Linked DNA regions of Mus musculus: regions 2, 3 and 4 are each linked to region 1. The links are chromatin contacts, called in public ChIA-PET and HiChIP or PLAC-seq maps. All regions are on one chromosome and are shown on one strand. The core of a region is the stretch at or near the end of the contact, and the rest is flanking DNA. Distances in the headings are between cores, read along the strand shown.

Region 1 (7,079 bases), core at 2,793-5,292:
TATTAACATGCATTAAGGAAAAGTCCCTCCTAGGGAAGGTTGATGATCCCACTCAAGCTACAAAGGCAGTAGACATGGCTGGATCCCAGTTTGATGTCACACAGTCCTATTTATTAAGTGAAAGGTTGCAAACTGGACGCTATTAGCCAGCTATTGGCACATCAAAAAATGTACCTATTGGCCCATGCATGGTTTAAAAATATTTTTAATCTTTTAATTCTTAAAAAGCAGAAGAATCCACTTGAAAAAACCTGCGTTAGCTATTATTTTTCAACTTGTGACTCCATGTGTTACTAAGGGGTTGAAGGTGAGGGCTTCTAATCATGCCACAGAGAGGGGTCAAAGCAAGCAATTAAGTCGCACATCACTGCAGAAGCTAAAAATCACAAAGCGATATAAACAGTTCTAAAAATGTCTGGTTCATAATTCATTTTGCTTATTATAAAGGTCTCAGAGTTCTCATTTGTAGAAGTTAAAATAAAATGGTGGCTCTTGAAGCCAACGGAATTTGGCCTCTTTGCTTTACAGATGAATAATATGGACTAGTTAGTACAAGCCACAAAAGCAGAGAGAGAGGAACAGTGTATCAGACATTCACAAATGGGCAGCCACCTACCTGCACACACACACACACACACACACACACACACACACACACACAGTATAGCAATGGGAATAGGAGCAGATTGGATCCCTTGGCTCCTGCCCTGCAAGAAATTCCAGACCCCATGTCACATTCTTCTCACCTCTGTGGTTGTGCAAACAAATCCCCAGGAATATTTCTATACATTCCTGTGTATGGAAGGTGCTGATTTTCTACACAAAATGTATTGATGTTTAAGTTGGCACATAACAGACTTTCAATTAGCATATTGAATAAGTGAGTGAGTGAATGAATGAATGAGTCAGCAAAGGACCTCAAAATACGAAGTTGTTTCCCAAAACCAAGACAAGTAGAACCCCTTAGGCAGTATCTTCTGAAGCCTCTAGTGCCATCATCTTTGTTCCCAGCCAAGCAACCTGCCCCAATGGCTGTGTCTCACTGTTCCTTGGACACTACAGTGAAAAGCCTTTGATTCAATTCTCACCCCCTCTCCTGTTAGAGCTTACTTGCTTTCGGACTCCACTGAGCACCCCAGAGCTGTTCTCGGAAATGTGTCTGCCTTCCCTCCACTCTTACCTTTGTCCTCAAATGAGACAGATGCTCCCTTCAGTGTTGCTCCTTCTTGGGACAAGCTGTCCTCTGCAAAGCCCCTTGATCCTGTGGTAATTAGGTCCTGGGAAGGGAGGTACCCTGTGGGTATCAGACCGGTTCAGACATGTCTAGACCCAGCTTAAGCTACCTTGCCTGTCAAGAAAGATGGGAGCACACTGAAAAGAAATGAGACCAATACATTCCCGTGGCTGGTGGAGCAGTGTGGGGTCCCTGCTCATCATTTTCAGGGCTACACCAGCTAGGAAGCTGTCATAAACCTTGGTTACATCCTGACACGGGACTGGCTACTTTGATAGCCTTTGCAAACAGAAAGATTTCTCTTTCTGAACAACAGGCTAGAAATCGAGTGCAAGCTCTTTTTTATTAAGAAGGAATACGTTTTTCAGTGGGTGGACAGTGTATACCCATAGTCCTGCCAGCTCCTCTGCGGCCTTACACTTGCACAAATAAGCATAAGCAAGTGTGTGCTTAGCCTTATAGCACAAGGGCAACCTCAGCAACATAATGAGACATGAAGAGAGCCTCTTACTTTCTTCAAAATTTGTTTAAATTGGTGTGTGTGTGTGTGTGTGTGTGTGTGTGTGTGTGTGTGTATGTGTGTGTAGGAACAAGGACAGTTATAGGAATCATTTTGTTCTTCTGTACCAACTCTAGGCTCTAACCTCAAGTTGTTAATAGTTTTCACTACTGAGCCATTACACTGGCCTGAAAACCCATCTTTGAAATAAATTAAGTCTCAGTATTCAGTTGGGATAAATGGGCAAAACAAATAAACAAACCTATAAGTTACCATAAATTAAAATCATGGGAAGTAATTTTATCTGTCTTTGGATATCTTATTAAAATATTTCAACAGTCTTGATAGAATTTTATTGTTTTCACTTACAAAAAGTGGAGATGCAGACAGTGAGAGGCAACAGTATGTATTCTAGGTAGTCCAGACTGACATGAAATTGTTAATAGTAATCCTCCTGCCTCACCTCAGCCTCCTGAGTGTTGAGATGAAAGGTATGCATGATCATGCCTGAATTCCATTCAGACTTATCTAATTGCATATAAGCATGTCCAACTGTAATTCGTGGGCTGTGGGATCCCCATGATAGCTATCTCAGAGTTTTTATTGCCACAACAAAATAGTGGGACCAAAAAGCCAGTTGAGGAGGAAAGGTTTAATTTGGCTTACACTTCCCTGTTGCTATTCATCACCAAAGGAAATCGGGATGTGAACTCAAGCAGGACAGGAACCTGGCTGGAGGCAAGAGCTGAGGCAGAGGTCATAGAGGGGTGCTGTGTACTGACTTACTCCCCATGGCTTGCTCAGCCTGCTTTCTTATAGAACCCACGACCACCAGCCCAGGGATGGCACCACCTGAAATGTGCTGCTCCCCCCACCCCCACCATTGATCACTAAGAAAATGCCTTACAGCAGGATCTCATGGAGGCATTTTCTCAAGTTAAGGCTCCTCCCTCTCTGATGACTCCAGCTTGTGTCAAGTTGACATAAAACCATCTAGTACAATAGCTATGGATGCATCTGAGCACAGCATCATGCGCTGCTTAGCAATTCGATTGGCATGGATCTTGAGTGTGCACTTGATAGGTGACAGCAGCATGTGCATCTTTCCTTGACATCGCTCCTCTGAAGAAACTGTTGTGCTTTTCTTTCAAGCTCCCCAGACCTCCCCTTGCCGGCTGGCCTCTGCTGCAGTAAAACACCACACTCTCCTGAAATGCTATCTTTGTACCATAGCTGCACACTACATAGAAAAGAGCACATGAGCATCCCTTGTCACGTGACCCCAAAGAGAGTCAGCCCATCTGACTCCCACCCTAAGGCTCAGCCTGGAACTTCTCCAGGATCTTATTCTAAAGACACCCCTCAGGACCTTGCTGCTTTCTGGCTACTCAGATGTGTACAGTAGCAGGACTTGAGACCTGAAGATCAGTGGGGTAGAAATGAGGAAGGAAATGACATGTTCCATGACTAGTGTCCCCAGCTTTGTCTTGCTCTTTCTAGATACAGCGCAGACCTCACATGGCTATAGTGTACTTGTCTGGCCAAATGTGGAAAGGTTTCTTTCTATCTGTTTCAAGGCTGCTTAAATCTTATACGTTTTGAGATGCAATAGGATTCCCTGGAAATTCATATGTCTCTCTAAATTGGGCTGGTTTGGCATTGATCTCTCTTCCCAAAGACATTGTAGGGCCCAGCCATAAAGAAACTATGTTCTTAAGGCCCTCTGCCCTTGAGGGCAGATCTGATCTTAATGTACTCCCAACTCCATCTGATCTGTTGTAACTATTTCTCTCCCCAATTCTTTCCTACTTCAAATCAAAGAACTCATCCTTATGACTGGATTCACCACCTTGAGGGCAATGCAAGGTCCGGCTTGTTCCTGCCTCCCTGTCCAGGCATCAGGGCTCCTAACTTTACAAAATCTGCACCCTCAGAGCTACCCACAGAGCTGCAGGCTCAAAGCGGTAACAAAGAGAAAGGGGGTTGGTTTGATGTGGTTAGCCTGCCACCCCTGCCTTTTCATGGTCCTGGCTCTAAACCACTCTCCTGCTCACCCCTCAGCCTGCACTGGGCTCTGGGGATGAATGCATGATAGACTTCACAGCCTCACCAGAGACTGAAGCAGGACCCACGGGTGGGGCAGGGGCACTATCATTTTTTCCCTGAATTCTTGGGTGCTTAGGCCGGCTCAGCCTCGGGATTGGGACCAAGAGAAAGAGAAAGTGAGAGCAAGCAGTGGAGCAAAGGCTGTTGTTACACAGTTTCCCTTCAGCCCCAGAAATAGAAAGCCAGACTTCCGACTTGCACAGCCCCTGTGCAAACCACTAGACCACACTGCCAGATAAGAAAAATGTTAGATTGTGTCATACTTCCTTCATGGGCTGCAGCTTCTGCAAATGCCCCTGTGTGTCAGAGAGTCTAAGGAATGAGCATCTAAGGGGCTAGATGGAGAAAGCCAACAGAGACTGTTGTCTCTCCTTTCTGGTTATAGGTTCATGTGTAACCACTAAAGGAAAGGGGAGCTCACAAAAGCATGAGCGAGCTAACTTAATTATTTGCATGTATGAGAGAGGAAAACTAATTGGAGTCTGCTAGCTAGCTCCTGTGCCCTTGACATTTTCAGTCCCCGTATACTTATTTATCAAGTACCAACTGGGTACCAGCTGCCACATTAGTACTGCAGATTTTTGGTGCAGAACAGGGAGGCTGGCCCAAAGTCAGAATCACCTAGATTCCACCTATGGGCTCAGTACCACTGCACCATGGAAATAATTTCCCTTCATTCTTTCCCCAGAGCAGCCTCAGCAGGCTCCCGTGTTGTCAGCCACTATAGGAAGAGTGATGGTCTGGGTGTTGACAGGCTCCTAATTGGAAGGTAGGAGGTGCCGCCAGAGATCAGCTATAAAAGTTATCTTTGGATGGGGGTAGGCTGCTGATGCTCAGAAGAGAATTAGGGGTGAGGTGGGGTGAGCTGTCAGCCTGGGACAGGGCCTGGCCTGGCAGACAGTTGATGCATGGAGGAGGGGCTGTTTCAAGGAATGGTAACAATAGTAAGCATGCCAGACTTCAGGACCAAAGAGTTCAAAAGAGGTCAGGTGCCAGGAAAGAGAGAACACCTGGGGTGGTCCCAAAGACTCAGGCCAGCGATAGCTGTTGAAAGAAGCTATGTGGCAAAGACAAGGGGAAAGGGAACCTCGGGTGTCCTTTTATTCAGTCAATAAAAATCCAGATGTTTCCAGGGGACTTTTATGCACTTCTAACTGTTCCAGGTTCTGAGACGTTCAAAAGAACAGCCAGGTGAGATGAATGTAACATTTACTTCAGCAATGATCAAATCCATACACCAAAACTATCACTGGTTAGGATGATGCCTGTACGTTATGTAATATCGGTACTTGTGCAAGCTCCTTCCTGCTGTTGCCTCATTTAAGCCTCTCAACGAGCCTGCAGCCCTGCAAAGTGGGTACCGTGGTCTCCGTGGTAGAAGTCAGAGCGGTGGAGGTTCTGAGAGCCCGAGTATTCTTACAGGGTCTGTGGAGCTCACAAGTGGCTGAATCAAGGGTTTTTGTTGTTGTTGTTGTTGTTGTTGTTTTGGGACAGGGTTTCTCTGTGTAGCCCTGGCTGTCCTGGAACTCACTTTGTAGACCAGGCTGGCCTCGAACTCAGAAATCCACCTGTCTCTGCCTCCCAAGTGCTGGGATTAAAGGTGTGCGCCACCACTGCCTGGCTTGAACCAAGGTTTTAACCTACGTTTGTCCTGAAGTTCCTGGAATAGCCCCTTTTACTGAAATAGCCGAATGATTTATGGAGTCTAAAGGAAAGGCTCATACTGGCCGATGGTGCAGAGGGAAGACCTTAGTAAAACGTGAGTGAGAGATGCTTAGGATTTTCAGTGTTACTGGAGCACTGGAAAGAACTGTAGGAGGGAGAGGGAACTGTGGGACCAGGCCACTGGTTTCTTTGTAGGATTGCATGATCTGTTCGAGGGCTTCAGAGCAGAGGCTCATCACCATCATTGAATGGCTGTGGAAGTTGTTTGGTGGTAGAGCAATTGGTTAGCATGTGCAAGACCCGCAGTACCACCCCCCCACACACACCAAACAGAACAAAGCTGACAACCCTGAGCCAGAGGGTGGAAAGTCTAGGTGAGGAATCGAGTGTGCAGAGCTTGCTCAAGTCTGGCCCAGCCCAGTGGAATGTCTCTGCTGGCCTTTGGTGACCCTCACAGAGCATACACGGCATGAGAGGGCCTGGTAGAAGGGTGAAGGTTCCAGAAGGCCTGACAGATAGACAGTCATGCCATAGGCAGGCTCAGCCTTCCAAACACTGGATCTGCAACCCTTGAAAGACCAACCAGCAGCGTTCATAGGGAAAGGGCCCCTCAGGCTGTGGGATGGACTTTGCTGACTTCCACAAGGACCTGCGGGTGTCCTGGCAGAGTGAGGAGGTGGCAGAGGCACCAGGGGTTAGAGTACCAGGGTCTCCTGAGAAGGAACAGGTGTGAAGCAGAGCAATTAGCCCAGAGGCGTCAGTGAGACAGACAGGTTGGATCTGATCAGGAGTCACAGGGATTACATCACCTGCTGGTGAGCAGGCTTCATTAAGTCTCCAGCGCATGCAGGACCTCGAGAAAACTTGCTTCTTTGAGGAGTCAGAGGACATGGCAATTAGAATAGTCTTTTAAAATCAAAACACTATGATGGTGGCTGGAGACTTCAAGCCTCTCTCGTGGTGTCCTGGGATTTCCAGAAGGAAAGAAGAGCTGGTGACTCAGATGCTGAGACTTGGACAAGCCCAGAGTGAGGCAGGTGCTCACCGTGTGAGCTGGCAGCTGCTAATGTCTTTGGGAACTGCTAATTTTCCCTTCTGCACCAGCTGCAAAAGGGGGACCATGAAACTGTCTCCCAAAGAGGCTGATGTTTACATCCCCCGCCTCTGTGGGGTGTGTGTGTGTGTGTGTGTGTGTGTGTGTGTGTGTGTGTGTGTGTGATGAACAACCCGGGTCACTGCCCTTATTCACATTCCCAAACACATTCTCACACTAAGTAGAAGACAAGGGCTATAAAGAAGGACTTGGAATAACCTTGCTAGTGGGCTGGTCTGCAGGATTTGAAGGGCGTCCTTACAAAACCAAACAGACGAGAGAGTGTTCCTACTACCACACGGGACCAGTGAAAGGAGATGTGCATCTGGGAGACCCCACCTCTGGTCAGACTAGGCGGGTTTGCATTTTGCACAGCCTGTCTCGCCCGTGGGTCAGCTCCCCCATGGAGCAGCTTCTCTGTCCTCATCATCCCAGATTCCTGTTCCAGTGTCTCTGCTTAGACAAACTCAGCCTCCCTCAGA
Region 2 (7,079 bases), core at 1,709-4,208, 450 kb before region 1:
ATGTACTCACTAGCTCATCACATGTTTAGCAAAACTGAAACATTTTACTGGAAAAGGATATGGGGAGTCAGATGTTGCCAGGATATGGGCAACATCAGCCACATTAAGCTACTGGAACTATTGTGAGTGTTAATGGAGAAAATACTTAAGAGAATCAGTTGTGAGTATTCTCAGTTACAGGAATTGTCATTGCTCTTTCTCCCATATGGGTCTTTTATAGGCTATTTCTACTCTTTAGAAAATCTAACCAGTTTTATGTTAGGCTATTACTTTGTATGTATCTCTGTAGGGAACACTCTAGCTAAGAGACTGCCTCTGGCCACTGCATACACAGCTACAAAGTCACATTGTAATGAACTGTCTATGTGCCAGCCCAAACTTTCCCACACCATGCATTTTCCTTTCAGAGCAGTTTAACAAAAATTTATATTGTTCCAACTATGACCAGGCTACAGGGGTTTTCCAGTATTAACCTATTTAATTATGAGTCTAATGATCTTCACCTCCCAAAGCCACGTACACAATTAGTGATGAGGTCAGAATTTAGACAAGGCCCTGGAGATAAAATCACAACTCTTTCATTGCTCTCTGCTTGCACCAAAGTAGACAGGCAGCGCTAAAGTGAGCTTCCTGTACGCTTAGAGTATTCTTCCCACATTGGGTCGCCTCCTGCCCACCCAGAACCTGGCTTTGTAGGAAGCCATGTTTTGTAGTCACAGTCAAGGAAGATCACAGGATAATGGCATTGAAAGAAAGCATGATAGGTAGCAGTGGATTTATTCGTGAGGGCCAGTGAGGTTACTGAACCCACACCACATGTGAGAGGGGGACATAAGGGGAACCAGAAAAGACAGTTGGAGATTTGGACCCTTGCTGAGCAGCAGGGATGAAAGAAAAAGATCTCCAGCCAGCTTCCCTCCCCTACAGCAAAGAGCAGCTGGTGACTTAGACTTCTATGGTGGCAGAATGACTTTTCCCCGAGAAAACATGTTCATGAAAAGACTCCATTTCTCGCAGGTAAGAGGATCTGCTGACCCACTTCTCTGACGTTCCTGATCCAGAATGACTGACATAAACAAATTCAATGCTGAGACTTTGTGACATGAAGCAATCGTCTCCTAATGGTGCCAAATGTCAAAAGCAGTTGCCTCATGAAAACAAAGGTCAATTATGGTGGTTAAAAAAAAAAAAGATGTCTACAGACTCAAGTGGGTCAGAGATAATGTGTATGTGTATGACTGGGCACATACAAAGATAGCAAGCAAACATGCAAAAATCTAGATCAAAGGTGAACAGTTGTTCACTTGCTTGTACTGCTTTGGTTTGCTCTTTTTGCAATTTTAGTGTTACATCAAAGTAAAAATGCACCTCCTAAAATGTAAATATATTCCTTGAGGCATTCATTCACCAGCATTTTCTCAGACAATACCTTAACAATATAAAGTATTTGGCAATGGACTGAGAGGCAGGATGGGATCCAAAGAATCCCACATATAGGGCAGGGTGTCTAGATGAAGAGAGAGAGTGAAGTGAGTTGAACTCTAGCTTTACTCACATCACGTCTGAACTTGCACCTGAACTGTTTTCACAGAAACCAGTTGAGAGATAAAGAGGGAACTTTCAAAAGCAGGAAGGGTCTAAACACAAGTCGTCGGTGAGCGATACTGAGAAAGGGCTGCAGGCGTCCCTTAAACTGTCTATGTATTATGAGATTTCATATGCCAGTACTTAGAAAACCCCGAAGCTCCCTGACAGTGAGCAGTCTAAGCTTGTCCCATATCATTGTCCCGAGGAACGGAATCATTGGCCATGAACCCATGCTTCTGGCTTTCTCATTACTGTATGATCAGTCACGTGCTTGGTAACATCGGCTACTGTCATCCTTACAGGGCCTGAGTTTATCCACCTTTGGTGGTGTTTTGAACATGCCCCTACCTCACTACAGGCTCACACTGTTAAGTCTACAGATTGCTCTGTATCTTGGTCTGTGAACAGAAACCCTGAGAACCCACGTCTTGACTCATGGAGTTGATTATGTACTGGAAAAGTACTCTGCCTTGTACCAACACAAACTACTCAAACGTGTGCTCCTGTTATCTGAGTGTCTGTAGTAATAGTCAGTCATGAAGTATAGTATCATGGATAGTCATGGATAAAGTATCATGATGTCCAAAAAAGACTAAGGCCACTGCTCCCCACAACAAACAGAAGGTGCTTATACTGGCTGGTTTTGTGTAACTTAACACAAACTAGAGTCATCAGAGGAAAAAAGGAGCCAAAGTTAAGAACATGCCTCTGTGAGATCCAGCTGTAAGTCATTTTCTCAATTAGTGATCAGTGGGTCAGGACCCAGCCCATTGTGAGTGGTACCATCCCTGGACTGGTTGTCTTGGGTTCTATAAGAAAGCAGGCTAAGCAAACCATGAGGAGCAAGCCAGTAAACGGTACCCTTCCATGGCCTCTGCACCAGCTCCGGCCACCAGGTATCTCCCTTGTTTGAGTGCTTGTCCTGACTTCATTTGGTGATGAACAGCAATATGAAAGTGTAAGCTAAATAAACCCTTCCCACTAGACAGTGATGCCGTACGCCTTTAATCCCAGCGCTTAGGAGGCAGAGGCAGGCAGAGATCTCTGTGTTCAAGGCCAGTCTAGTCTACAAAGTGAGTTCCAGGACAGCCAGGGCTACACAGAGAAGCCCTATCTTGAAAAAAAAATTAAAAATTAAAAAATAAATAAATAAAAATAAAAAATAAAATAAAATCTTTCCTTCCTAACTTGCTTTTTGGTCATGGTGTTTCATCAGAGTAATAAAAACCCTAACTAAGACAGTGCCCAAAATACACTGAATCCCCTAGAGAGCATCAGGTTGGAAGCATGACTCAGCAGTGCGGGTCTCAGGTACAGTATCTGAGAATTCAGCAAGTCACACGGTAAAAAGCCTTTCATTGGACAGACAAGCAAAGGGGAAGTGTGTGCTTGGTTACCAGCAAAAGCACATGTTCTCCTTCTATTCTGTTCTTTGCTGCCTCTCCAACATACCAGCAAGACCTTCCCATGACCTAAATATTAAAAAATATATTATATTATATGTAACCATTTAAAAATGATATATATCATAAAAAATGATAGTCTGTCAGCCCATAAATTGTAGGACCAAAGCCAAGTTATTCTTTGCTTCTCTTTCAAGATGCATATTTTAAAATATAGAAACAGGAAAAAAAAGAGGAAGAAGAAGAGGAAGGAACATTAAGAGTACAAACATGTTGAAGAGCCCTCTTTAACCTGTGCCAGATGGCCCAAACCATCTACTCCCAACCATTTTAGCCCCCCTTTGCACCTGTGAACATATACATAGGAAATGACAGACAGCAACAGCGTCGGTACAGCTAAACTTTGTGCACACCCGCCTTTCCTCCAGAGCACTAGAAGTTTGTGAGCACAGCGTGAGGCAGCCTGAGCCATAACTTACATGCTAAGTTTAGAGAAAACTGAAATGTTGATAGAGACTAGATCTCAGCCCTAGTCTGAGGCAAGCACTAGGAGTCTGGTATTAGGAGGACCACCATATATCAGAGCAGAGCCCAGGGGACGGTAGATAACACAGGGCTTGAGATGGCTTCAGGAGGAGCGCAGCTCTCCAGGGGCAGAGGAAGGCCTGGCTCAAGAGCGCACACTGCTTTACTGGGAAAGTGGTTTTGCCTGTGAAGAGGCATAAGGAGACAACACCCTCTTAGAGTAACAGTTGTCTAGGAAATAGCACAACTGAAGACCATATGGCATTCCATCATAACCGCATCTAAAGAGTTTCAGCTGGTTGGAACCATGACTTGGAGTGACCCCTGTTTGCCAAAACCTCAAATCTAACTGAAACTTGTTTCCCAGTCAATGACCCGTGATACCTGTTTTGACTAACACACAGCCCTGTGGATGGATGCCTCCCTTCCTATGCACAGCGAAAAGGTTTTGTTTTATTTTGCTTTGCTTTGGTTTGTCTTGAGGTCCTGGGGATGGAACCCAAGGTCTGGTGAATCTAAGTGATCATTCCATCATTAAATTGTATCTCCAGCCCTCTCAGTTTTGATTCTTCTTCAACAAAAGCCTTCACTTTTTTTCAAGTATTGAGGCTCGTTCATGTATGGTGAAAGGTAAGGGATAATTCCCAGCCCCAGAAAAGCCTTATAAAACCAACAAGAGTCTGGAGGGATCAGTTAGAACTTGCTAGCCTCAAGTGAAAGGGAAGACAACTGTAGGGAGGTAGACACACAACTGTGGCAGCTGCTGCTCCTGGGAGGCAGAAATGTCATAATCTCACTAAAAATATTTCTTTTAAGAATCAGAATGGAGCCAGGCATTATAATTATTTTTTTCAAAACTTATTTTTAATGAAGGTTCCTAAATGCTTTAACCTTCGTTTTAGCCCACCAGAGGTAGTGAAAAAGAAAGAATACGAGGGAAATGGACCTGTTTAGAAATGGTTCTTTGGAGCAATTCCCATCTGTGTTGTCAGGAAATCAGCTGTTAAGTTCACAGGTCTGCAGCAGCAGTTCAATTCAGTCACAAATACTTCATGGAAGCATCAGCAATCCAATTCAGTAGAGTTGGGTCAGCAGCAGCAGTAGTATGACCTAGCAAGAACAGCCAGGCCTCAGCCTCCACACAGGTCAGCAGGAGGGACCAGGAAGCGATGGCTGGAAAAGTTCTCCGCTGTGCCTCTCTGAGCGAAGAAAAATTCAGCAAAGATGAGAGACCAACAAGCCTTGCACAGCTATATCTCTAAGCAAGCCAAGCTCAGCCTCCATCACTGTCCATCAGTCCTATTTATACCCTCTAAGCATCACATATCGTCCACATGTCTTGCCTTGGCACGTGCTTCTTCTCTGCTGACATCATTCTGCTTGCCAGCCTGAGTCCGCAGAAGTGGCAAGAAACTGCAGCACACACCAGAAGTTTTTTGGTGCAAAGAATCCTTCATCACATGTCCTTTCACATGCTTGCTTTAGCAGAACATCCTTTCACCTGTGTCTGCTTCAGCTAAACATTCCTTCACCAGTCTGCCTTAGCCTTTCACCTGAGTCTACTTCAGCTAAACGTGCCTTCACATGTTAGCCCCAGCAAAACACCATCCAACACAACTGACTTTCTAAAGAACCCTTAAGTTTGCACTTCAAGGCATAGTGATGTACACATTTAATCCCAGCACTCAGGAGGCATATGCAGGCAGATCTCTATAAGTTTAAGGCCAGCCTGGTCTACATAATGAGTTCAGAACAACCAGGGCTACATAGTGAGAATCTATCTCGAAAAACAAAAACAAAAACAAAACAGTAGTCCATCTCAAGGCTTAGCGAGTAAAGTAAGAGCACCTTTACTAGCTTAGCCTGACATCCTGAGTTCCATCCCTGGGACCCAGAAGGAAGGAACCAACGCCCATAAGTTATCCTCTGACCTCCACTCATGCAACATGACACATGCACCACATGTAAACAAATGTGCCACAATTGTAAACAAATAATGTAATTAGAAATATTTTTATTAAAATGTAGGGTCTGGGCCTTTAGCTCACTGCTCTCCTAAAAGCCTATATATCCTTACTTCACATGCCTTAGAAAATGGAGAAAAGCAAATAATAATGTCACAAATCCCACCATCTTTAGACAAATAGAGGGTTAATATTTGCATCCTTTTGCTATATATCTTTCTATTTTATTTATATCTATGTTTTCCCTAGATACAGAAAACTTCAAATAAATTGAGATCGTATATATTATATACATGCATATTTTAATAATAACTTACTCTTTTCATTTCTTAATTTATCATAAATATCTTCCCACAATGATAAATAACTTTTGTTGGTGGACTGGTATCCCATGATTCCATGGTAATCCATGGATCTTTAAATTAAACATTTAGCCTGAGAGGTTGCCAAAGAAATTCTCCACAGATTATCTGCTGAAATGGCTTTTTTTCTGGAAGGCTGCCTTCATTTCATTGTGTTGAACACCCCCAACCCCAAAAAGTCTTCTATTATTACAACTTTTCTATTATTACAGCATTCCATAAAATATCTAGAAATGGGACTTAATTAAATAACACCCAAAAGAGGATATAGAAAATCCAGAAGTACCCTGGTCCTCTTGGCAGAGATTCATATGCTGTAGACAAGAAACCATTCCTGAAAGCAAGAATAATGAGGAAAAAAATAAGCCAATTCCTGAATATTGGCAGTGGCATCCAAACTGAAGGAAAAAGAAAACGTCACAGGAGCTGAATAAAGAACCCACCAGTCAGAAAGTCACAGAGAAAGCTACCTTTAAGATAAGAATAAAAAGCAGATATGAAAAGGGCTCTCCAGGACTTGAAGGTTACAAGAGATAATAGAATAGGAAGACATGAAAAATCTTAAGAAACAAATTCACAAATCGTATGCCATATGGAATCTAGGGGTAAAATTAACACTTGGGGAGGATACAAGATAAAACTAAGATATGAGACCTGCCAATGATCTGTATTCAGACCTGTGCCTAGTCAGGTATACCTGGGTATCACCTCATTGATATATGATTTGTATTAGTCAATGCCTTCTCTTCTTTGAATAGATAAGCTTGAGTTGAATTTTTTTTCCGTCACTTGAACTACATAAAGCTTAGCTAATACAGAACCGCTCCCACATGTGGAATCAACAGATGTAGAATAAGATAGAATACATTATGCTTACCTGAAATTCAGCAGGAGTGTTCTTAATAGGAACTGTGCAAGATATTAGAGTCTCCAAATTTCTGTAAAATTTCACTAGGAAGTAGGAATTGGCCCATGTGACTGTGGAGACTGAAGAAGATATCACTGTGACTTGGGAAGTCCTTTAACTCATTTGACACATACCAGAATATAATCATAGTAGTGAGTTTTCACTACACCACTCTGTGCTCCTGGTGGATCACACATGTACACCTACCCAGGAGCTATCTTGGGTTAGCAAATGGAAAACACACACACACACACACACACACACACACACACACTCACACCCCAGTTAATTTTCAAATGCCTTGGCTAACTCAAAGGCAAGGTACCCCTAA
Region 3 (7,079 bases), core at 1,690-4,189, 380 kb before region 1:
TTCCCAGGAATCACATAGCAGCCCATAACTGTCTATAACTCCAATTCTAGGGGATCCAATATCCTCTTCTGTCCTCTGCAGGCAACAGACACACACATGGTGCACAGATAAAAACACTTACAAAATTAAAATAAACTTAAAAAGGGAGGTAGAGAGATGGCTCAGCAGTTAAGAGTACTGGCCTGAGTTTCTGAGTCCAGAGGTCCTGAGTTCAAATCCCAACAACCACATGGTAGCTCTCAACCATTCAAAATGGGATGCCCTCTTCTGGCTTGCAGGCTCTATATGCAGAGAGAGAGCGCACTCATATACATAAATAAATAACTCTTTAAATTGTGCCATGCAGCCTTATATATTCGCCCACTAGCCTAAAGTTTATCATACTCCAACTTTACCTTCACAGTGACCTAGTCAAGAGGACACAGTAGCTAAGATAACTGCTAAATTTGTCAATGATGATCCACAAACTTACCTAAAACTGGGCCATTCTTCAATGCTCAGACTGTAATCTACCTTTCTCATAAACAGTTTGACTTATATTTAGATAGCTCAGATTATAATCCCTCACTTTCAAGGTAAATTTTAGGGCATTTTGTACTCTAATTTCCAGATTTTTTTAAATTTATGTTTTAAATAACAAAATAGGGGATTTCACCCAAGGATTACCTAAAGCTACTTCCTTTGTATGATTATTGGCATGAACAATCCTAGATCTAGGTGGTGTATGTGTGTGTGTGTGAGAGAGAGAGAAAGAGAGAGAGAGAGAGAGAGAGAGAGAAAGAGAGAGAGAGAGAAAGAAAGGTGTTTGTGAAGGCCAAAGGTGCTGGAGTTACAGACTATCCAATGTGGGTATTGGAAGTTGAACTTGGGTCTTCTGCAAAGGCAGTATGGACTCTTAATCACTGACCTACTTTTCTGGCCCAATGCTTTAAATTAACTTCTAAATTAAAAACCTAAGTATGTTCTATAGCTTGTGAATGGTTGATGTATCTTCTAAGTATCGTTTAATGTACAGAGCTGCTCTTTCTTCCCTCGATTTTCTTGCTATCTCTTAAAGAAATCCAGTTATTTGTCTAGGACCCTTGTGGGGCAGTTTAACACCCATGAAAGTCCGGGATTTCATTCTTGGTGTGTTTCTCTTTTTATCCTCTTTTTGGGGTTTTGTCAAAACCCAGGCTGGCTTCAAGTCAGCCCTCCTGCTTATCTCCTCGGTCCTGAGGTTACAGATATGAATAACCACATCTATATCCAAATTGGGCATGTTTATCTTTACATTTTAAGTCATCATGTGATTTAAATACACCAATACAAATATCCCATATTTTGTGTAAGAAGCACTCCAAATCACCTTTTTAGTTAATGTACCTTCCCAGTCAGCCTTTTGAAGAAAATGAACAAAGAAAAAAAAAAATTACTTCCTCTGGATATCCACTAGAGGACGATATTTCCTTTATTATATTTCTCATAATGGGTATTAAATCCATCAAACGGTTTTTCGTGTTTTCTGACAAGTTGAACCTCTAATTTAACTTCTAATTTCGCCTCTATAAAATGTGACTCTGTTAATTTGATGACTTATGCCTTGCACAGTACTTCCGTCCTTGACTCTGTTTCCAATTCTATGGCATCAGGAGGCAACGTCTCATGTACCCCAGGAAAGGAAAAAATTAAGTAAAACTGCCAAATAAAAAATCGCTTTATGGGGAAAGGGATCATTAATTTAAGGAAAGAGACAAACCAGACTTTTCTAGTTCGTATCCAACTCACGGCCCAAGGTCAGAACTGTAAAGTACAGCACAAAGGAGCTATTCAGGAGCTGGCGAAGAGGACTTGGGACGAACGTTGTGCACAATCCGCGCTTTGATTTTGCAGTCCTGCTGGAGGGGGGCTGGTGCACGCTTGTGCACGTGCGTGTGAATAGTTATGGAGGAGCAGCTGGTCCTCCGAGAGCTGGGCGTGGATCTATGCAATCAGTAGCTCTCTAGCGAGCCGCTTGGGGTGCACCTGGGCGCTACTGGAAGGACAGCAATTCACTGTACCCAGGAGGCACCGAGTCCCGAGGGGGAAGAAGACCTGCGGACCCGCACATCATGCCAGCAAGTCCTTAAAAGGGAACACCTGCATGCACGAGGTGTTCAGCGCAGGTCCTCGTTTTTCATCTGGTTCCTTGCAGGCACTCCCTCCCACCTTGGACAAAAAGGATCCGCCTGATAGTACACCGGTAGGAGGAAAGCCGTTCATTCTTTAGGTTTGGACTCCCACCTCCTAGATAATCCTTGGAAAACAGTGGACTGTAACAGTGGATACAGGGGTGTGATCACAGGCCTCTGAGTGCCGGGCTATTTTCAGGTCCCAGTTTAAGATAGTCTGTTTCGATTGGAGCCTAAAGTCAATATAAACAAAACTAGATAGATCTGAGAAGAGAAGCAGAGGTGCTCCCCTGCCCTCCAAACATAAATAGCTTTTCATTTCTCAAAAGAGAAGGAGGAGGGGCTTGGTAGAAAGTCGACAAGAAAGGTGAGTCGGGTCTCCTCCCAGTTTTCTTTTCCTACTGCCCTGGGCTGGGTGCTCACAGCTTTACAAGGAGCTGCCTGCCTAAGTCTAAAGCATAGAAGGCGGGAAAGGGACAGCACATAGGGGCTTTTCCTTTTCGTTTATCTTTTAATCCTCAGCGCTGGGGCCTGTTTTCGGGTTCCCCCGGCTTTCTGGGTCTCTGCGCCCCACCTCCTTGCCAGCTCGCTCGCTTGTTCTCCCCACCCAACCCCCTCAGCCATACCCACCCGCTACACCCCATTCTCGGTGATTTGCATATTTCCCGCCCCTCTCGGAAACCATTGGCATAGCCCTTGCCCGGCGTGGCTGATGATTGGTGAACCGCCCGGGTGTATTTGCATGCGGGCCGCTCCAGAGGACCTATCTGTGTCTGTAACCCGCGCCCCGTAGAAGTTTGTGGAGCGCTTTCTCAGCGGCTGGTCCCAGACGGACCTCGGGCGCCTCGCTCTTCGGTGGCCGCCCCGTTTTCTCGGGATTCTTTCTGTGGTGATGGACTCTCCGGACGCTCTGTAAGGGAAGCTGAGAGCTGGCGGCGCGAGTTCAGAGGAGGAGGGCTGGGAAGTCCGTTCGCTGACAGCGGCGCGACTGAACGCGGACGGCGTCGGGCTCCGGCCGGCTGAGAGCTTCGCCTACCTTCCCGCGGCCTGTGCGCGGGCGATGCTGCGGCCCCGAGGCGCGGCGCGGCGAGCACGGAGGGCGCCTCCGAGAGCCTAGAGCTGGTTTCCGCCCCCTTCCCCCGGGGCAAGTGGGCATGGAACAGTGAGAGCCCCTCGCTCGGCGAGGCCGCGCGCGGAGGCTCCCCCATGGCCGGGACATACAGCTCCACATTGAAGACTCTGGAGGACTTGACCTTGGACTCCGGGTATGGGGCCGGCGACTCCTGCCGCTCGCTCAGCCTTTCGTCTTCCAAGTCCAACTCGCAGGCGCTCAACTCTTCGGCGCAGCAGCACCGCGGGGCGGCCTGGTGGTGCTACTCCGGCTCCATGAACAGCCGCCACAACAGCTGGGACACGGTGAACACAGTGCTGCCCGAGGATCCCGAAGTGGCCGACCTCTTCTCCCGCTGCCCGCGGCTCCCGGAGCTGGAGGAGTTCCCTTGGACCGAGGGAGACGTGGCCCGGGTGCTCCGCAAAAGCGTCGGCGGCCGGAGGCTGCCCTCGTTCTCCGCCGAGGCTGTGAGACGCTTGGCCGGACTCCTCCGCCGGGCGCTCATCCGCGTGGCCCGGGAGGCGCAGCGCCTTAGCGTGCTGCACGCTAAGTGCACCCGCTTCGAGGTGCAGAGTGCGGTGCGCCTGGTGCACAGCTGGGCGCTGGCCGAGAGCTGCGCACTGGCAGCGGTCAAGGCGTTGTCCCTCTACAGCATGAGCGCTGGGGATGGGCTGCGCCGCGGCAAGTCGGCGCGCTGCGGCCTCACTTTCTCCGTGGGCCGCTTCTTCCGTTGGATGGTGGACACTCGCATCTCCGTGCGCATCCATGAGTACGCGGCCATCTCGCTAACGGCTTGCATGGAGAACCTGGTGGAGGAGATCCGGGCCAGGGTGCTGGCGAGCCAGAGCCCAGATGGCGGAGGGGCAGGAGGTGGAGAGGTATCCGCTGAGGCCTTGGAGATGGTCATCAACAACGACGCCGAGCTCTGGGGAGTCCTGCAACCCTATGAGCATCTCATCTGTGGCAAGAACGCCAATGGTAAGCACGAGGGGGGTGTGGGTGAAGGGAACCTTGACCTACAGGCTGGGTGGGCCACCCCAGGAGTGGATTTTCTTAGGAGCAAGCTGTGAAGTGAACCACCGGAATTCTGGGAGAATTCTTAAGTGGAAATCTTGTCAAAGGTTGTTTTAGGTGTCTAACTTTTGAGGATAAAGTTGTGGTTAGTGTTCTGTTGACTGTACACTAATTGAGTGAGAATGGGTGCGTGGACCAAACTACTCCTGAACCCTCTAAAGTGAGTCTTGCTGCCCTGCTACGGTTTTCCCTGTTAGTTGGATCTCTAGGAGTCTATTTTCACCTCACCATAGGTAGATTGTGGTTCTTCTGGTGTTGTCTCAGCACTGTGGCAGCAAGCAGCCCAGGGGTCTGTACTCTCAACACCTGAGCCTTGGATAAATGGGATGGGTAGATTAGAATGGAGAGCCCAGTTTCTGGTGCTGCACCCTGGGCTTAATGGTGCTCATAGTCAGGCCTCTTGACAGGAGGTGGAGGGAGAGCTCCCAGCTCTTAATACTATGTGCCCAGAGGTGAGGGAAACCAGAGACTCTTGAGTCTGCTTCCCAGAAAGAGCCACACGCTGGCTTCTGGGGCTGAATTTTCCAGCTGTCATTAGCCAAGTAAGCATTTGATTAAAACCTCATGTTAAATTAAATGCACAACCTTTTAGGCTTTCCTGAAAGGAAAGATGACAGGCTCAGTAAACCGCATTATGGGAATGGAGTGTGGGGGATGGGCAGCTGCACGGCGCGGAGTCTAGAAAACTAAGCACTGGGTAGCTGCACCCCAACTGAAGGCATTGCAAGGCTTCAGAGCCAAGGGTGAAAACAAAGCACTTGCCGTTTGCTATGGCAGTTTAGAGCACGACATGCATTCAACAGCAGACTGCTTATCTGACACCAGCTTCAGGGGTGGCCACCATGTATTATTTAAGATGGACCAACCTTATGGTCCAATTGGAAGGGTCACTTTGTGTGCAGCTTTCAGTGGCAAATAAGCAGGTAATGGAGGAGACCAGGTGGATCCTGGAAAGGGAGAAAAGTCAAATTAGACGTGGCTTAACATACTCATGGTAGCTAAACTTTAGAACAATGTGGCTTAACATACTCTGGATAGCAAAATTTAGAACGATAAAATGTAGAATACCAGTAATAGTCACTGTACTTAGCACTCTGTATATGATGACCACTTTTATAAACTAGCCAGTGTCTATTGGCAGTGTGAAACTGTGAACTGTGTGTTTAGGTTTCTGTCCCCATTTTCTGCATACAACCCCTAAAATTCCTGGAATCTCCAAAATGAAAATATATTCTTGTATGGCAATGACTAAGTAAGAGCTTGCTACCTGTAGGTAGTTTCAGGGTGGGGATTAGTCACCAGAAAGAATAAAGCAGTCTTTAAAGGGTTAGTACCTTCTGACTTCTATCCCCAGCCTCCCACAAGAGGGGTGAGGCAAGACAGAAGGTTAAATTGATGATCAATCAATGGCCAAGATTCTAATCAATCATGCATGTATAATAAAGTCTTCATAAACAAAAAAACAAACTTCAAGAGGAGAAGTTTCCTGGTGCTTCTGGGTAGCTGAACACCAGAAGGACAAGGGACTCACCTTCCTTCTTATGTTGTCCTGTGGGGGTCTTCACCTGTGGCCTTGTAACCTTTATAAATAAGCCAGGAAATAGATAAGTGCCTCCCTAAATTCTGTGAGCCACTCTAGCATACTAAATCAGAAGAGGGTATTTACAGCCAGTTGGTCAGACTTGTGGCCGGACTGACCTTAAGAATAAGACCTGGGGTTATCTCCTCACAGTGTCAGGGTTTAATTGAGTTGAACTAGAGGACACCCAGCTGTGTGTGCTTTGACATGTTTGTGTGTCAGTGGAGGAGATAGAAAAAATACACACTCTGTGTTGATTGTGGTGTGAGAACAGATAAATGCTTTGTCTTTTCAAGGTATAAATTGCCTATAGTGTTATCCCCGTTATACAAAGGGGCTCAACATTTTAGTCCCTTGCTTAGATTGCACAGATATTAAATAATAAAACTGAACTTTGCTTCTGGCATGCTACACAGCATTGTTTCGTCAGACTTCAATGAGAGCAGCTGACCTGCTAGGCCCAGTGTGGAAGACACTGTATTTACTCGGTGTAGCTTATTTTGATATTCCTTGTCTTGGGTTTCATTTCTGGCACTAACACAGGACATTCTTGGAATGAGAATATTTGTCTTTCAGTGTTCCTGCTCTTAGGTCAGAGTTGAGGTCAATCCAAGAGTTGATGATGTCACCACTGATAATCATGCTTCATACTTTAAATTTGTGGCTTCAGCACTGGGAACACCAGTTCCAGGAGAGGAAGTGGAGGGCAAGGGGATTTCCATCCAGTTGTCATAGCCCAGGGGAAAGAGTTCTGTACCAAGGGAGGCCCTCAGTATAGTGGGGCCTGGACCAGACCTGGGGAATAAAGCCTCTTGGGGAAAGGCAGGTAAACCCTAACCCCATAAGCCAAATTATACTAATGTTGAGCACACAACAAAGCCCTGCATGTCCTCAGGCTCAGCCAGAGCCCAGCATGCTGAATGCCTTTTTCTGACTGCAATCCAAGGCTTAGAAGAGTAGCTGCCTGTTGGAGTACCTGCAAGTGCAAAGTGGTCAGAGATCGGTTCTTCTAAGTTCTCGCAAGCAAAGAGCATTGCTTACAAAACCACTTGGAACTTCTTCACTGGATAGTGAGGCTTTTCTGCCCCCATGACTTGACCTTTACCTCACACCTTCAACAGGCAGGAATACTTCCTTTCCCTAGGATGCTCAGCACCAAAGTGTC
Region 4 (7,079 bases), core at 1,797-4,296, 260 kb before region 1:
TTTGTTCCAGAGACTAAAGACTTTAATGAGCCTAGTGATACTTGGCACTGAGCACCGTGGACCTAGAATTCACCCTAGGCTTCCCGTGCATTAAACTCTCTCTGCCTAGCCAGGGCCAGCCTGCCTGGTAGGTTAGGAAGCTGCATTCTTCTAACAGGTCTAGCTGCATGGGGAGCTCTGGTCTTTGGGCTTGCTCTGTCCTTCCATACCCATGAAAAGTTAAAGAGAAAGAACCAACAGAAAACAAACTTCTCTCGGAGGGTGGCCAGATGTTGGAAGGCTTATTTTGAAGACAGTGCTATGTTCCAGACTCTCGCCCGCTGTTTTTATTTGATGGCTCATAATGAGGGCTGGAATAACCCGCGTGAAAGCTGTAGCACCTCTAATCAAGTCTTTTGTGGCTAGTAAGGGGTGAGGGCTTGCTTTCCCATGCCTGGTAGGTGGCTCTGGGCATCTGTCCAAGGTTTCCTTGAGCTCTGGATCAGTCGATTCTCGAGTAAGATACAGGGATGTCCCAAAAGCATCAAGCATCCACCTGTGTAACAGCCCAGCCCAGCCAGCTCACGGCTTCATGAACAAGCTGTGCCAAGGGACCGTGGAGTCCCTGAGCTCAATTACAGATTAAAACATTGCAAAATAGATTCAAAATGGGTATCTAGAAAAATGAGATAAGATATGTAAAATGAAAGCCAAATCTTTAAAACTTATTCTTAAACACCGTCAAATGGCTGTGGATGTCATTTTTTGTGTTTTTTGTTTGTTTGTTTGCTTGTTTGTTTGTTTTCTTCTTCTTCTGAGACAAGGTCTCAGGTATCCCAGGCTGGCTCCAGACTCTTTAGCATAGATGAAAATTACCTTGACCTTCTGATCCTGCTACCCCTCCCTATCTCCTCTAAGAGCTGAGGTTATGGACATGCACCATCATGCCCCAGGTTTATTCCATGGTGAAGATCAAACCCTGGGTTTCATGCATGCTAGGCAGCACTCTACCAAATGAGCTACATCCCCAGCCCCTATGGGAATCTCCTTAAAAAGTCACTCTTCGTGTTTAGAATTAAACTGTGAACTACTAACAGGTTCGTGGCTGGTACCAGCGTGTGGCCTGTCTCAGTTCACAGAGCATGGGAGGGGAGGGGAGGCCCCAGGTCCAGTCCTAACTAACTTTCATGCTAGTTTGCAGCTGTGACCCATTTTAAACTCCTGGTAGCGTATTTCCTCTTTTTCTATAATGGAAATAAGTACCTACTTCCAAGGTGAGTCTAAAGATTAGGTGAAATTTTTACCTGTGGGGTTTGTTTGTTGTTTTCGTTACTGTTGGGTTTTTTTTTTTTTTCTGTCTATCATAAAGCTTAAAAAAATAGAAAATGGCAGGGGTTAAAATTTTACCTAGGAGAGTCCAAGGCAAGCTGTGGTTTTGGCCATAGATGGGTTGTGGAGATGACTCGGCTTTTACACAAGTCCTGTCCGAGTTGTCTCCAGGCATCTGTCCCTTGGTCTTGGAGAAAAGCTGCCCTTAGTAAGGGTCAGATTGAGGAAGCCAGGCCTCTCCTCTGCCACCTTCGTGGGTTTTCTGAACCTCTGAGCCCCTGTGTCCTGTTTGCCGTTAGAGGAAGCTCCAGGAGCAGCTACTTCTCTGGCTGCCTGGAGTCTCTTGCCTACATTCTGGCTGGAAGTGAGCTGCTGAAGGGAGCCCCACCAATAACCATGAAAGGATAACAATCACCCGCGCTGATGGCTTTCACCCTGTCCAGCTCTTGGAACAGTATCTCAGCACAGCATCTCTTCGATGCTATCTCAGACACTTTGATTTCTCTTTCTTGTAGTCCTGTGTTTCGCCAACTGTTATGACATTTAGACCAGAGAAAAGGGAGCCAGGTTTCGGCTTTCTGCCACCAACTCAGCTGGTACTGGCTGCTGGAAAAAGCACAGCCTCCTGCTGCTTTTGATGCCAGTTTCTGCCACCCAGGAGCCCTAGGGCAGGGCTGGGATCTGGCATTGCAGCACCAGATTCCTCTTGTCTTGGAAACTGTGGGGCAGTGTGTGGCTGTAGGTAGTGGTCCTGAGGACTTCAGGAGGCTCAGGAAGGATGGAGGGATGTTGATAACAGGATGTCAATGATGCTGGTGTTATCCTCAGCTTTAATAAATAAGGGTTGGTTCCAAAGCGGTTAAGTGTGTCTCAATTATTATTCCTTTGACTCCTCTAAATTGATTATGTGCTAGCATCTCCATTTCACAGACAAGGAAACTGAGGCTCTGACCATTATTTAAGGTACACAGACTAGAAGTAGCTGACCTTCGATCTGAAGCCACAGGTATTGGAGTCTGGAGTATCAGCTCTGATCAGGTTTCTCAGTGATGGTTTTTAAGGCTGAGTATTCAAGGCACCAAATGATTTTACATATTAAAGGTGTCAGATCCTGCCCCAGACTAATGAAATCAAAAGTCTGTGGACATGGGTCAGTATCGGGACCCCACTCTCACCAACACTTTTGGCCCTGGAATTGGCAAGAGTCCCCAGGCAACTAACTGTGATTTGGGGAATGAGAATCAGCAGGGAAGAGACAGTGTGCACCTTGGTTGGGGATAGTACCTGAAGGACTCTTTCTGGGTGGGGTGTTCCAGTTGTGGTCATTCGTCCCTGCTTGTAGCTAGTTGCTATCTGTGACTGTACTGGGAGAATTTGGCAGTCAATAGGCTTAAGTCAGTCCTTAGCTGTTGTAGTATATGAAAATGAAATGCGTGCACAGTACCACTTCCTCTACTCATCAGGCATTTCTGAGCAGCTTGTGTGAGGGAGACTCTGCAGGACTCTGGAACACAAGAAATACCGAATCAGACACCCATTAGCTGAGAGGTGGAAGCTGACTAGTTAAAGTAATGAATTGTCTCGCTGATTGAGTTACGTCATATGCACAGTTAGACCCTGATGCTTGCTGCTATTCTGTAGAGTTAGCTGAGTCCCTAAGGCTTCCTGTGGGTAGGGCCATCTGTGAGAGACTTCTGTGAGTTCGGGGCGGCTAGCCCACAGCAGAGACGCCCTGAGCTCTCAGGCTTGGAGAACACAAAGGCAGCGCTTGTTCTAGAACAGAGGCGCCTGCAGGTGCGTGGGGCGGTTTTAGACCATCCTTTCTCAGCATTGTGGCCTCACACAATGATGGCACATTTCCTGTCAGGGGCTGCTAGGATGTTGAAAAGACTAAGACAGAAACACAACACAGGATATGGGGCCCTGTGACCCCACAGATTCCAGTAAGGCAGGGTAGAGCCCTTATCACAGTGAAGTTCATGGGCTTTGGAGTCACCTAGCCGACAGCCCACATACTTCACTGCAGCTTCTTTGTGACCAGAACGCATGGAGTCAGGATATGTTCAGCAAATAAGTCTCAGTGCCTCTGACTTGACCCTTAGCGCTGTAAGGACTGAGTTGAGTTTATAATGAATTGTTGAGTGTCCAATGGATGGTGGCAGCCATTATCTTCCAAAGTCCCAGGGTTTGCACACGAGAGCATAAGGGAGACTCTCCACAGGGCCCGTGCTTTGGCTGGTTCCCATGGTCAGAGAACTGAGGGAAGGCCCCTAGGGCGGTGGAGAGAGTGGAGATGTTGAAAAGGAAACCACATTAGCATAAGTTCTGGAGGAAGACAGCCCTGCCAAGTGTTTGTAATTCAGCTGTTAAGGCAAGACTGGAAATGAAAGGGAAACCAAATTGCTATTGTGCATCTAGGTGACAGTCTCCTCCTCAGCCTGTGGACTCTGGGGTAAACAGTAATTACACTAAGTGAGGGAGCTGCTACCCTAGGAGAATGTGGGCTGGGAGCTCAGACTTGTCCTTTTCCCCCTTCCCAGGTGATCTGGTCTCTCGAGCCATGCACCACATGCAGGGCCGCCACCCCCTGTGCCCAGGCACCAGCCCTGCTCGCCAGGCCCGCCAGCCACCACAGCCCATCACGTGGTCCCCCGATGCTCTCCACACACTCTACTACTTCCTGAGGTGTCCACAGATGGAGTCCATGGAGAACCCCAACCTGGATCCCCCAAGAATGACTCTGAATAATGAACGGTAGGTATCATTTTTGCCTGGTCACCAAGTAGGAAATGCTCACAACACACATGTATCTTCTAACAGTGCAAGCAGCCTCCTGGAGCTGGCTGGCTGGTCTTAAAGGTGGCCTGGGTGCTCAGACAGATGAAGGCTCATGTGCAATATGATATTTCAAGTCCCATGTGTAATATATTTCTTTACCAGGGCAGATGTGTTATGGGGTCACCAAGGCTGGGAAGTGGGCTTTCGTCTCAGCCTGGAGTTGGTCAGCTTAGCGTGCACCAGCTAGATCAGCTCTTTGAAAGTTCAGTTTCCTCTACAAAACGAGACATCCTTGCAGCTCTGGAAAGGTGGCAGTGTGGTTGAGTGAGCACACACTTTGAGAAAAAGCCATAAGGACAGTGGTAATTGGCCCTCTATCTGTGGTAGCTGTCACCACAGCTCTCTTTGGATGTCATCTTTGGATGACAGTGACACTATTATAAGAGGGATCTTGGGCATGTTTGGTCCCATCAGCTTGTTTCTTAGATGAGAACACTGGGGCCAAGGCAGGTTTTTGTTGTCTTCAGGGCTCCAGCCCTTTGAAGCTGAACATATGTGCATGTTGTGGGCGTCCCAAGGGTGATCCTATGAGGAGCTTGAGAAGGGGGTGCCTGAGTGGCAGGTCAACCTGAGGACAGGACTGCAGCTCTAGGTCTCAGAGGTCTAAAGGCTTTGAAAGCACCAGGCATCCATGTAGGCAAAATATTCACACACTTAAAATAACAAAACAGCCTTAAAAATTTAATAAATATTTTAAAAACATACACTCCATATAATCTGGGCATGGTAGTATATGTCTTTAATCTCAGCACTCAGGAGACAAAGGCAGGCAGATCTCTGAGTTCAAGGCCAGCTTGTTCTACATAGCGAGTTCTAAGATAGCCATGGAGAGAAACCTGCCCCCCACCAACCACCAAATACGTGTGTATTTGAGATATATGTGTGTGTGTAGATATGCATGTGTCTCTGTATGTGTGTGTATACATATTGGTGCTGCATGTACTTACCCTGTGAGCTTGAAGTTGTGTTCTTCTACATGGGAAAACCCCTCACTACAGGGCTTCACCTGACAGAAGGGTGGCCTGAGGCCTTCCCCAGCTGACTGTTGTCTTCAGGCACATCAGCCTGCTCCTCAGCGAAACCCCCTTCTCCTGGGCCTCTACAGTCTCCTAGTCTACCCACTGAGGTTCAGTTCCATGCCCTGGTTGGTTACAGACAGCTTCCAGGCAGCATTGGTACTCCTGAGAACATACAGCAATGTTTGGAGCAGAGCATGGAGTGCTGTGAACAGATGGCTTGGGTACAAATAATAACACTGACATTCGTGAACCTTGAGACCTTTGTGCAAGGTTCTAAACCTCACGGTGCTTCATTTCCTTAGCTGTAAATATAGAGTGGTGAAGAAGCCTGTGTAAGGGTTCCAGGAAGGCCGCCAGTGCTCAGTGAGTATTTACTATGTATCAGACACAATGCTGAGCACACTATGGGTGTGTGCCTATCTCACATTCTACCAGGAAGGAGGTGTTCATTTTATACATGAGTACATAGAGGCACAGAAAGACTCAGTAACTAGCCAAGACCACAGAGGCTGTGCTCATACCACTGCACCATATAGCCTGTAACTGGAAGAAACATAAAACGACAGTGGCCTGGCACACACACAGGAGTAATGCCAGCAGTAAATGCTATCATCATTGTTGCTATTACTGTTATCACTATGATGTCAGCATCATTTTATCTCTCTGGATGGCTGAGGAGGCCCATCTGGGCCTGACCCAAACAAGGCTGCAGCTGGAACCCAAGGCATTCTGAAAGTCAAGCCCATACAGTGGGAGGCGTGGCCAGATCGCAGGCCCTGCTCCCCAGCTGTTTCTGCTTTGTGGAGAAAGTGTTGCGGTTGCAAAAGTTGGCTGGGAAGGGCTAGGCAGACTGCATTAGAGAGAGGAGAGAGGAGACCTGTTTGCTGTTTAGTGAGGTTCCGAGAGGTGTGAGGCCCAGCCCAGCCCCCCAGCAAAGCCAGCTTGGATAAACTGAACAAGGAGCAGAGCCTGTTGCCCCGGGCTGGGGCTACTAGGTCCTCAGGCCGAGACCCCCACCCCAACCCAAGCGTTTATGTGGCAACACCCTCTGGCTTTGCCCATAGGGGTAATAGTGCCCTCTCCCCCATGATCTTAACAGGCAGCATCAGGCTCCTCTGTGGCAGGAGTCCATTATCTGCATGTGGTGGTAGCCACTGAGTTTGAATAGTAACAGACACATGTGTATGCGTTTAGAAACCAATTATCTAGAAACCACACTCTGCAGCATGAGTCTACTGGTCACAAAGGTATTTTTCCATGAATCATTTCAAACAAGTATTAGATTGGTAGGAAATTGGAACCACCACTGTGGGAGCAATGAAATCCAAAATTTTCAAATCTTAATACAGACAAGCAGATGCTTCTGCGATCCCAGGTACACAGTGCTTCATGAACTGGTCCCCCTCTGCTGATGTAGGCCCTGCTGTGCCTCAGACCTTCTTGGACAGGACAGACCCTAGAGGCTGTGGAGACAGTGCTGGGCTGGGCCTCAGAGCCCCTTGAGTCTCTGCTACCCCAACACCCTTACCAAATAGCTGAGAAAATTTGCCTCCTTGCAGTAACTGGAGTTTGCCAGGATCCTAGGGCTTTGTTTTTGTGAGCTCACAATACTCCCCTGACTCTACCTGCTTCCTCCCCTGAGGCCCTTCCTCGCTCATCTCAGAAATGTGCAACCCAAACTGCTCAGAGACTGTGATTCCAGGTGTGGCAGTGAAGGTGTGGCCTGAAGTCCTTTCTTGGGGACTGATGTCTGGGTCTCTTTGGGACTCTTAAGTGATCTCTCATTCACCACCTATTCCAAGGGGACTCATTTTGGCGGCGTGGCTATTCAAGTCTTCTCTATTTGTGTTATAAGAAATATACTATGATTTCGTCTAGGGAGGGACCTTGAGTGACCATAGCTCTGCAGATAAA

The links. ChIA-PET counts read pairs in DNA pulled down with a chosen protein or histone mark. HiChIP or PLAC-seq counts read pairs in DNA pulled down with a chosen protein or histone mark.
Region 2: a contact with region 1 is called in an H3K4me3 HiChIP or PLAC-seq map of pro-B cells, with 6 times the contacts expected there. The contact joins two enhancer-like sites. A contact is called at or near these places in 11 of 39 promoter capture datasets (the C10 cell line, embryonic stem cells, erythroid cells and 6 more) and 2 of 115 datasets of contacts at active chromatin or transcription factors (embryonic stem cells and pro-B cells).
Region 3: a contact with region 1 is called in an RNA polymerase II ChIA-PET map of memory CD8 T cells, with 6 read pairs. The contact joins the promoter of Abtb2 here to the enhancer-like site in region 1. A contact is called at or near these places in 9 of 39 promoter capture datasets (cranial neural crest, embryonic stem cells, hematopoietic stem and progenitor cells and 5 more), 1 of 484 Hi-C or Micro-C datasets (B cells), 3 of 115 datasets of contacts at active chromatin or transcription factors (embryonic stem cells and memory CD8 T cells) and 1 of 9 other capture datasets (macrophages).
Region 4: an RNA polymerase II ChIA-PET map of memory CD8 T cells shows a contact between it and region 1, with 19 read pairs. The contact joins two enhancer-like sites. A contact is called at or near these places in 1 of 39 promoter capture datasets (embryonic stem cells) and 2 of 115 datasets of contacts at active chromatin or transcription factors (bone marrow-derived macrophages and memory CD8 T cells).

What each region holds. Positions count from the first base shown.
Region 1 is chr2:103,941,934-103,949,012 of GRCm38.p6, forward strand. All of the region lies in intron 2 of Gm39896 (a long non-coding RNA gene), which reads left to right. Among named protein-coding and RNA genes, the nearest start is that of Gm39896, 9.3 kb to the left of the region's middle. Within about 2 kb of position 4,043, at least 111 of the 459 cell types and tissues checked have an H3K27ac peak or open chromatin away from gene starts, as enhancers often do. A contact at or near this core is called in B cells, hematopoietic stem and progenitor cells, macrophages and 4 more, where this site is marked.
Region 2 is chr2:103,492,868-103,499,946 of GRCm38.p6, forward strand. No RefSeq gene overlaps it. Among named protein-coding and RNA genes, the nearest start is that of Cat, 11 kb to the left of the region's middle. Within about 2 kb of position 2,959, at least 43 of the 459 cell types and tissues checked have an H3K27ac peak or open chromatin away from gene starts, as enhancers often do. A contact at or near this core is called in pro-B cells, where this site is marked.
Region 3 is chr2:103,563,371-103,570,449 of GRCm38.p6, forward strand. It overlaps Abtb2 (ankyrin repeat and BTB (POZ) domain containing 2), which reads left to right and starts at 2,940. Exons shown (of 17, transcript NM_178890.3): 1 at 2,940-4,239. The coding sequence starts at 3,357.
Region 4 is chr2:103,679,430-103,686,508 of GRCm38.p6, forward strand. It overlaps Abtb2 (ankyrin repeat and BTB (POZ) domain containing 2), which reads left to right. Exons shown (of 17, transcript NM_178890.3): 3 at 3,849-4,062. Among named protein-coding and RNA genes, the nearest start is that of Nat10, 78 kb to the right of the region's middle. Within about 2 kb of position 3,047, at least 128 of the 459 cell types and tissues checked have an H3K27ac peak or open chromatin away from gene starts, as enhancers often do. A contact at or near this core is called in memory CD8 T cells, where this site is marked.